Regions from separate parts of the Xenopus laevis genome. Here region 1 is linked to region 2. Evidence: chromatin contacts called from public Hi-C data. All regions are on one chromosome and are shown on one strand. The core of a region is the stretch at or near the end of the contact, and the rest is flanking DNA. Distances in the headings are between cores, read along the strand shown. Region 1 has its middle 16 kb from the start of slc38a2.L. Region 2 has its middle 16 kb from the start of LOC121401500.

Region 1 (4,521 bases), core at 1,125-3,624, 65 kb before region 2:
CAGGGGAAGCAATACTAGCAATATTCAAAAAGTTGTCACTCTGTCCCTTGTTGACAGAGTACTTGCTTCTTGATATTTTCTGCAGCACAGTGTGGGTCATTTATTAACAATGGGCAAATTTGCTTATGGGCAGTAACCCATGACAACCAATCAAATTGCTGCTTTCATTGTTCTTCTTACAGTCGGCTTTAAAAAGCTAATCACTGATTGGTTGCTATAGGTACTGCCCATGGGCAAATTTGCCCAGTGTTGATAAATGAGTCCTACATGTATAAGATGTTGCTAAGCGTGGCATAAAAGTTAATCCATCCCTATAAAGACACCACTACCCAGAGTCGTCTCTCATGCTGCCCACCCTGAATTATATAATTTACTGAGATGTGTTCCAAACAAATCCAATCTCTTTTTTAACGTTTCTTTTTAAATTTATGTGCAAATATTTCAGATATTTGTATTTAGTACCCATTCAAGAAAAAAAACCCAAATATATAAAAAAATAAATATATAAATAAAAATATTTAGCGATACGAAGGAGAGAATTCACCTTCCAAACCCTCCATTAGCATTCATGTCACAGGTAATACATACATATTTAATGCGCATGCTTCAGGTTTCAAGCCAGCACGTTAGCTTTAGCTCAGATGTGCTGGGTTACATTACCTAATTGAAAATTGAGTTTGTGAAGTACAGGAAATGCATCATTATAATTATGATTCTAACAGGACAATAACCAAGTGAATATTACATGTTTTTTTAAATCAGGCGACAGTTCGCTCTGGCGAATGGACGTTACTCCGCAAATTCACTAGAATACGGATTTTACTGAACGTTATCTCTTTCCCCAGACTGGCCTTCTCCAGCTCAGACCAGGCAAAGTGCACTGGAGTGCATAGATCTTCCTCAGTCTTCACTTACATCATATTCTGTGATCCGAAAATGCATCAAAAAAGTTCAAAAAACGCTGTAGTCTTTTTCCTTATTTCAGAGTGATAGGCTGCAAAAGTCCTTAAAATGTTTTTTAGGGTAACCAGCTTTCGCCATACATTTTCTAATATGGAACATTAACTTTACACTGGGCTCATGTAGGGCATTATAACAACTCTATTGTCTTTATTAAGCTTCCCTGGACATGTGTAATAAACAGTGTAAATGTAAAGTATTTGCTGCAACATAAAACAAAAAGAAGTCCATACAACTTTCAATTTCCCGCCATATGCAAATTTTCACTAGCCAGAAATGAACGCTAGCGTATCTGCGATTTGAAATGCTCACATTACCGAAGTACCGCCAGTGAAAAAGCGCCAGTGTTCGGCGTTGGCGAAATGTTGCACTGGGTGCGAAGTGGAATGGGCGAATTTTCACCGGTTGGTAAATCTGCCCCCTAGTGTGTGCCCCAAGGTTGGGATTTTCATCATCGGGACAAGAGCAAAGGGGATTGGCTTTCCACAAGCCCGGGCCGGCGTAACAGTAGGCAGAGACCTTCTCAAATGGCTTTTTTTAAAATCAAAAACCTTCAGAGAGCCATTAAAAATGTATTGTTTTAGTTGATTTTCTGGGGGTTACTTTTATCATTTCAAAATTATCTGTGCAAACACATATGTAGTGGGTCTGGTACTTGGCTAGTTTCTAGTCAAGGGACTCCATAGAAACTCTGACTTTGGGGTAGGATTGACACTACCCTGGAGAGAGCTTCAATGAATCCCAACCCTCCCAAATGTCTACTTTTTTAATTTGTATGGCCAGCAGGGAGTGATCTGCTTTTATCGCTGATTTCACTTCAGGTTACTCCTGGAGCTATGGCTGCATGATGTCTGTATATACAGATACATTAACCGGCCACTAGGTAAAATGCAAAAAACTCACCCGTTGTTATTGTGTAAACTTTCTACTTCTCTGAAGTTTTGTTGGTAGCTGAAAAACTTAAAAACATTCTCACCACACCCTATTTCCCAGTGCTGGCTGATGATACACTGGAAAACTTACACAGGCAAAGCTGTGCTGGAAATTCTCTTCTTTAGAAAAAAAGACAATGATTTATTGAAACATTAATGCCTGCTGGACAACCTACTGTTACCTTTTTAAATATTTGCTCTTTCCATGCTGTATTGGTTGCATTTAGACATGTGCACAGCACTGACGTTTGCTGTATACAAAAGAAAAAAGCCTTGTTATTTACCTGAAAATTTCCACAGAAGCCTGGAAAAAAAGCACAATTTCAAAACAGGGCTAAAAACAAAATGAATGCTTCTAATAATATAAACATTAGTGTTTGAATATAAGAGAGGACACTGGGATGGTACTGGGATGAACCGTGTTGCATTCACTTTTCATGCATATTCATGCAGTTCTACGTAGTTACTTCAAACGTATTGCATGGCAACTGTACAACAGACCTGATAGAAACAGCTGCCTATCTGCAGTCAGGGTGACTGAACGCTCTGTAACTGAGAGGAAAAGTTGTAGAGCCAATGCATTCTACACAGTAAAAAATACAGAGCCGTTTTCTTTTTCAGTTGGAAGCAGACCAATATGTTGGCAAATTATATTATATATATATATATATTTATATAACAATATTTTTATCTGGAAAGGTTATTGTTGTGTTGCTTAGTGTTATAGACTGGCCAATTCTAAGCAATTTTTCAATTGGTCTTCATTATCTGTTTTTTTAATAGTTTTTTAATTATTACTCTTTAAATCTTTCAAATGGGTGTCACTGACCCCACCTAAAAAAAGCTCTTTAAGGCTACAAATTGACCATTATTGCTACTGTTTATTACTCATCTTACTATTCAGGCCCTTTTCTATTCACATTCCAGTCTCTTTTTCATTTCAGTGCATGGTTGCTAGGGTAATTTGGACCCTAGAACCTAGGCATTGAAAGGACTGTAAATGATTTTTCTAAGTTGGCAAACTGGGCAGCAAACTGGAAAATGAGGTTCACTGTTGATAAATGCATGGTTATGCACTTTGGCAAAAATAATATAAATGCAAGTTATACACTAAATGGCAGTGTGTTGGGAGTTTCCTTAAATGAGAAGGATCTTGGGATTTTTGTAGATAACAAGTTGTCTAATTCTGGGCAATGTCATTCTGTGGCTACTAAAGCAAATAAAGTTCTGTCTTGCATAAAAAAGGGCATTAACTCAAGGGATGAAAACATAATTATGCCTCTTTATAGGTGCCTGGTAAGGCCTCATCTGGAGTATGCAGTGCAGTTTTGGACTCCAGTCCTTAAGAGGGATATAAATGAGCTGGAGAGAGTGCAGAGACGTGCAACTAAATTGGTTAGAGGGATGGAAGACTTAAATTATGAGGGTAGACTGTCAAGGTTGGGGTTGTTTTCTCTGGAAAAAAGGCGCTTGTGAGGGGACATGATTACACTTTACAAGTACATTAGAGGGCATTATAGACAAATGGCAGGGGACCTTTTTACCCATAAAGTGGATCACCGTACCAGAGGCCACCCCTTTAGAACAGAAGAAAAGAACTTTCATTTGAAGCAACGTAGGTGGTTCTTCACAGTCAGGACAGTGAGGTTGTGGAATGCACTGCCGGGTGATGTTGTGATGGCTGATTCAGTTAATGCCTTTAAGAATGGCTTGGATGATTTTTTGGATAGACATAATATCAAAGGCTATTGTGATACTAAACTCTATAGTTAGTATAGATATAGGTATATATAATTTGTGTGAAAGTAGGGAGGGGTGTGTGTATGGATGCTGGGTTTTCATTTGGAGGGGTTGGACTTGATGGACTGTCTTTTTTCAACCCGATTTAACTATGTAACTATGTAATTCAGTACATCATACTAAAAGTTTACTCAACGGTGAACAACCCCTTTAAGTTACTCATTGGTATGGTCAATTATTCTACCATTTTGCTTTTTAATATTTGATATGGTTATATACATTTGCAATTGTATTTATCTAGATGGTCTTCTCTCAAATTCTGTTCCTGCCCCACCCACATCTCTTTGTATGAAAAAAAAGAACACCTGAACATTGTAGTTTACAAAATGTTAGTATTACTATAAAGTCTATTAATAAGCCAAGCAAGTAAATAATTCCAAACAAACAACAAAGCAGCAGTAGCAGGTTTTCTTTATTTAGATTAATTAAAACCAACAGTGTCTCACTAAAACTTGTGCCTCACCAGCACCACTTATTGGGCTGCTGGCTCTAACAAACTAAAGTATTATACATTAATACACATGGATTTTATAAACAAACAAGCCAGAGATGTCAAGCTTCCAACTGTCAAGCCAACGACAGCTCTTAAAATATAGAGCCTGCTATTAGCCTTCTTAGGATTTGAGGAAAAAGAAACATGTCTGTTTCAAACTGTACAGCAGACTAGTAAATTAATCATATATTGGTTGGTAAGTAGAACTTCCTAGATTTAGAAGTACAATCTATGTAAAATGAAAGCAGTATTTTATATAGGGACCCTTTGCAAGCTAACTGATCCATTACCTAGGATGTCACAACTTGTGATCCTCCAGCATGTCTCATTATCCAT
Region 2 (4,670 bases), core at 622-3,121:
TATTACAACTTAAAAAAATAGGTTTGTTGGTTCAGGAATATAATTTTATACGGTGGAGTGAATTATTTGTTATGTAAACAATGTAATTTAGAGATAAAAATGACACCATAAAAATCGTGACAGAATCCCTTTAAGCATCCCAGGGCAAAATTGACATCAGGCCCTACATTTGCATAGGACCTTCCTTCCACCATACCATCAGCTTGCAACAGTGAGCCACCAGGTCTCCCAGTAGGCCCTACTGTGGTGCAGTTGCACCCCCTGCTTCCTACAACAATGACACTAATCCTTACCTCACATTGTCCTATGTTAGGTCAGGATAATACATTTTATAGGTTATCAACATAAACCCAATTTTTTACATAAGATGATTATAAGTTCTTATGTTCCCTGGTTCGCAACATTACTGTTTTATGCAGCATTAGATAAAGATAGCCTATTCAATCTAGTCGCTAGCTTTCCCTTCCTTTTTAGGAAACACTCTACTTTTACTTTATTAGGACCAATAGTCCAAGTCATTACATAGAATTCTCAGATAACAATACTAACTATCAGACCGACAATCTGTGGGTTCTGGCAAATGCCAGAGGGGCTGCTATAAGGTGCCATAGAAAGTCAGTATTTAGTGGGCTGGTGGGGGCTGTTTGGGCCTCTGTGTGGGCTGAGTGAGCCTCTATGTACTTGAAATGCTAGGGCCTATTTTAATTCTCAGTCCGGACCTGCTAACTATCAAATGTGATTTTAGGCATATCATCTGGTAGATCTTGGGCTAAGGAATGGTTTTTCAAGGCAAGTAACCAAATATATGCTTCTCCTATTTGCAAAACCATTTCTTAGAATGAGATCTAGAGTGTGGGGAAGCAGATGATTAGTAGCATTACTGTCATACAGCAGACCCTGTGACCAAGCAAGGGCCGGGGACCCAGACCTGGGGTCTGCTGTGTGGTAGCCCCCCCCTCCCCAGCCTCCTCTGCTGGTTAAACTTTGTAGCTGCCCAGTGGGTGTGAGGCACATCTAAGGAGGACCCCCTAAAAGATTTTTTGTGGGGAGGCCTTCCCTGTTCACGTTACAACACTGGCTGGTAGTCACAAGATATTTGTAAAGCAGATACTTTGGTCTGCCACAGGAAAAACACTGCATTGGATATTTTCTTTTGTTTAAGTTAAGACAATTATAACAAAGGTTTTATTGTACCTATTAACTTGCCTGGTATTATCATAGATGTTCAATAGAATCACAGATATTTATATAAGATGTATTACAAAGTACATACTGATGAATATAATTAGTACAGGTATCTTCAAGAAACAGGCTTTTTCCCCTTTATACCTTCACAAAATATCACACCGTTTAGTATTCAACTCAATCATATGAAAATGAATGCAACATTATTAGTATTTGACTAGAGATTCTTCCCTGTTTGACTAAAAAATTCTTGAAGCAAATTAATTTGTAAGTGTTCAATAACAGAAAGAGGGCATTAGTTTACTCTTGAAGCATTCACATATGTGCTAAGAGTAATTGGTTTTTTTAAGTCAGCCATGTCTGGATACTGTGATTAAGTTGCAGAAGGGTGGCCTATCTTATTTGTCCTTTCACACTAATTAGGTGTCATCCAGATGTGAATAGCATTCACATCTAACAGAAGACACAAGAGGGCTCATTTACTAATGCAAGGTACAGTGTAAAATGCAGCAATACACAATTTGACACTGCTTTGCATTGCAGCATAAAGTGCAAAGTACAGAGCACAGGGTTACTTCCACAGCTCCAATAGCATTCTGTACTCACACACAACTGACTTGTCCCTAATGAATAGCATACTTTGGTTGTTTCTGGCGCTGTGATCATTGCAGGATGTAATGGGACACTGCCGCTGAGTGTTGGTGTGTTGTTTAGCTTTTTTAGACTGTGGCCACGGAAACTATTGGAGGAGAGTGCAGGAGGTATAGAGCCACATACTTCTAATTGTTTAACTTGTGAGTTACATAGCAGCACCGCACTATCAATTTGACCTCTGTGTTTGCTTCAAGCCAGCAGGTACTTCTTGTACCATTTGTTGATCAGGTTTTAAACAAGTTATGAAGAAAATAGATAAATAAGTGCTTCACCAAGACAACCCCAACTACATTAATATATTATATAATAATATTATACGGTTATGGGATCTGTTATCCGGAAACCCGTTATCCAGAAATCTGTACTAATAAAACAGTACCTTGTACTTGATCCAAACTAAGATATAATTAATCCTTATTGGAAGCAAAATGCAAGGACATCGTCTATGCATGTTAGTATGTATGCTTAGAAACCCCTTAAAACATGAAGATGTGTTTTTAAGATGGTAGCTGGCTCTATCACTGTTTTCGTTATATTTGTAAGAAGAAGTATTTTGGGTGCTTAATGTGGAAGTTCACTTATTGTATGAAAGAGATCTAGCAAGCGTGACATTGCAACCAAACAGGAAGTTAAAAGTAGATTTTCACTGAAATGTACAGTGTTAAGCAATGTGCCCATTGTTGCACATCATGTATTGAATTTAAATGGTTTGTGTGAATCGAAAAAAGAACTACTCACAGTTTATTAGACTGCGTGCATGAAGATGTTCCATTCAGGAATAGAAAATAACAGAATGTCCCACAGCCTTGCTATTTAGTCTTTGATCTCTATGTCCTTGTCCGCAAAGGAATGGTACAGTGTCTGCTCTCTTAATTCACTTTTGAAGAGAGAGTACAAAGTACAGGAAGACAAATGACTGCAGAAACTGCGAATCAGTTCCTGTTAAAAAACCTGCTTGTGTGTACATCACGGATTGTTGTTTTTTTTTTTTTTTAAAAAAAATTAAGCCCAGTTAAGGAACTTACAGTTTCTGCATTTGTTTTATAAACCTGCCCTTTAGGGCTCATTTACCATCAGGAAAGCAATGTACAAAGTGCAAGGGACCATTTCTTTGCATTTTGTATGTGCCTTGTTTTCCTTTCTTGACAAATTGCTTTAAATGGCTGACCCCATGCCTGTGCTCACCAATGCTGTATTCATGAGGGTTGAGCAGGAGGAGGCATCCCCCTTTTCTGTTCCCTTACTTGTGCATCATTTTCAATGAGTTAGGCATCAGATGTTGTTCTCTACACCTTGCACTGTATTTTTTATACACCACAAGGTGCAGAGTGCAGCCAGACCCCAGGCAGAATAATCTCTTGACTCATGAGTATTAAGGGGCGCACAGTTGCCCCCCCCCATGTCTGCCAAAAACAATCTGCATTGGATATTTAGATTTTGTTTGGCAACAAATTTGCATGCAATATTTGGCTTGGCGGAAGAAAATACCATTCTTCCTGATGTCTGGAAAAAACCCTGAAAAAATTGTAAGATTCAGGTTTTCATTCGATCTTTTTGTGTTTGTGCTCAAACACATTAAATCAACTTTTTTTAAAAATAAATAAGGTAAAATCGGATATTGGAGTTTGGTTGTGTTTGTTTTATTTAAAAAATTAGATACATTTGGATTTTAGTAAATAACCCTCCCATGTTAATTTGCACAATTCATTTATTATTGCATTGTATTCTTCACTTTTAATTCTAATATTTTCTAGGATCTCTTCCCTGAAAACCATAAAGATCACTTCTGTCCTTAAGAGGCTTCTAAATATAATATATTCTGAGAAAATAAAAGGTGCTTTTTCTTCTTGTTCAACACACAAACATGAGCTTGGAATAACTTTATTTACTATTTTGCCTATATTTATCACCCAGGACTATAGGCTTTGGTCTCTGTTGTTAGAGCAAGAAGCGGGTTACTCATCTGTTGCAAAGTGTGCTTAGAGGTCTCTACATGGACCAAAGCAAAGCTTATAGAGTTTCCCATGGAAGGTAACCTGGCTGTGGTTTTCAAACACTGAACTTTGACAGTGCCAGAAAACATGGATAGAACAGTTCAAATTAATTGTGTGGCACTTATGACTGCAAAGAAGTAAAAACTACTGCCATGTATATGGTTTATAAAATCCATTCACTGCATTTGTAATAATTCTTCTGGGACAACAAAGTTATCGTCAAAGTCTGAGAACCATTGGTCTAGCTACTTATCTAACACTGTTTTGGGAAAAGGAGCATCTGTAAGCATACCAATCTTGTTTCTCACGCTGATAAAGATTATTTAATTGCCAGAGACCAGAGACAAAACAGAATATTTAATTAAACATTAAAGCATTAATGCCTTTTTGATACATTTGTGTATTCCAGTGGAAAAAGTGAGAATCATACAAAGTCTTTGTCTGATAGCTCACTTACAAAGAGACAAAGTGTCAAAAAAATGGACAGAGAGTGACACAGTGCAGTTTGGCCCCTCCTTAATGGTTGCAAACCTACCTTCAGTATGGGGAGCCTGACTGTTAATAGCAATTCTGCCATGGAAAGGTCAGCAATTTAGTGCTGTATGGAGCAAGCTGATATGGTGACAATACACAATCACTGGCACTGCCTAAAAAACATACCTCCACCTTTCTTGAATTATACTGTACACCCATAAATCAGTAGTTTTAGTAATTCTACACACAAATAGGTCCAGCATCTCTGAGATATTAATACCCAATCCCCTAAACTGTTCAGGACTATTTGTGACTTTACTGTATATGTTTTGGTTTTATTTTATTGATTGCATTCCTAGTAAC

What was found. Hi-C and Micro-C count contacts between places; a contact is called where the count stands out from the background.
Region 1: a Hi-C map of the XTC cell line shows a contact between it and region 2, with 4 times the contacts expected there. The contact joins two enhancer-like sites. A contact is called at or near these places in 3 of 4 Hi-C or Micro-C datasets (the XL177 cell line, the XTC cell line and animal cap).

The regions. Positions count from the first base shown.
Region 1 is chr3L:70,409,299-70,413,819 of Xenopus_laevis_v10.1, reverse strand. It overlaps a transcript of slc38a2.L not described here. Among protein-coding and RNA genes, the nearest start is that of slc38a2.L, 16 kb to the right of the region's middle. Within about 2 kb of position 2,374, at least 2 of the 7 cell types and tissues checked have an H3K27ac peak or open chromatin away from gene starts, as enhancers often do.
Region 2 is chr3L:70,343,607-70,348,276 of Xenopus_laevis_v10.1, reverse strand. No RefSeq gene overlaps it. Among protein-coding and RNA genes, the nearest start is that of LOC121401500, 16 kb to the left of the region's middle. Within about 2 kb of position 1,871, at least 2 of the 7 cell types and tissues checked have an H3K27ac peak or open chromatin away from gene starts, as enhancers often do.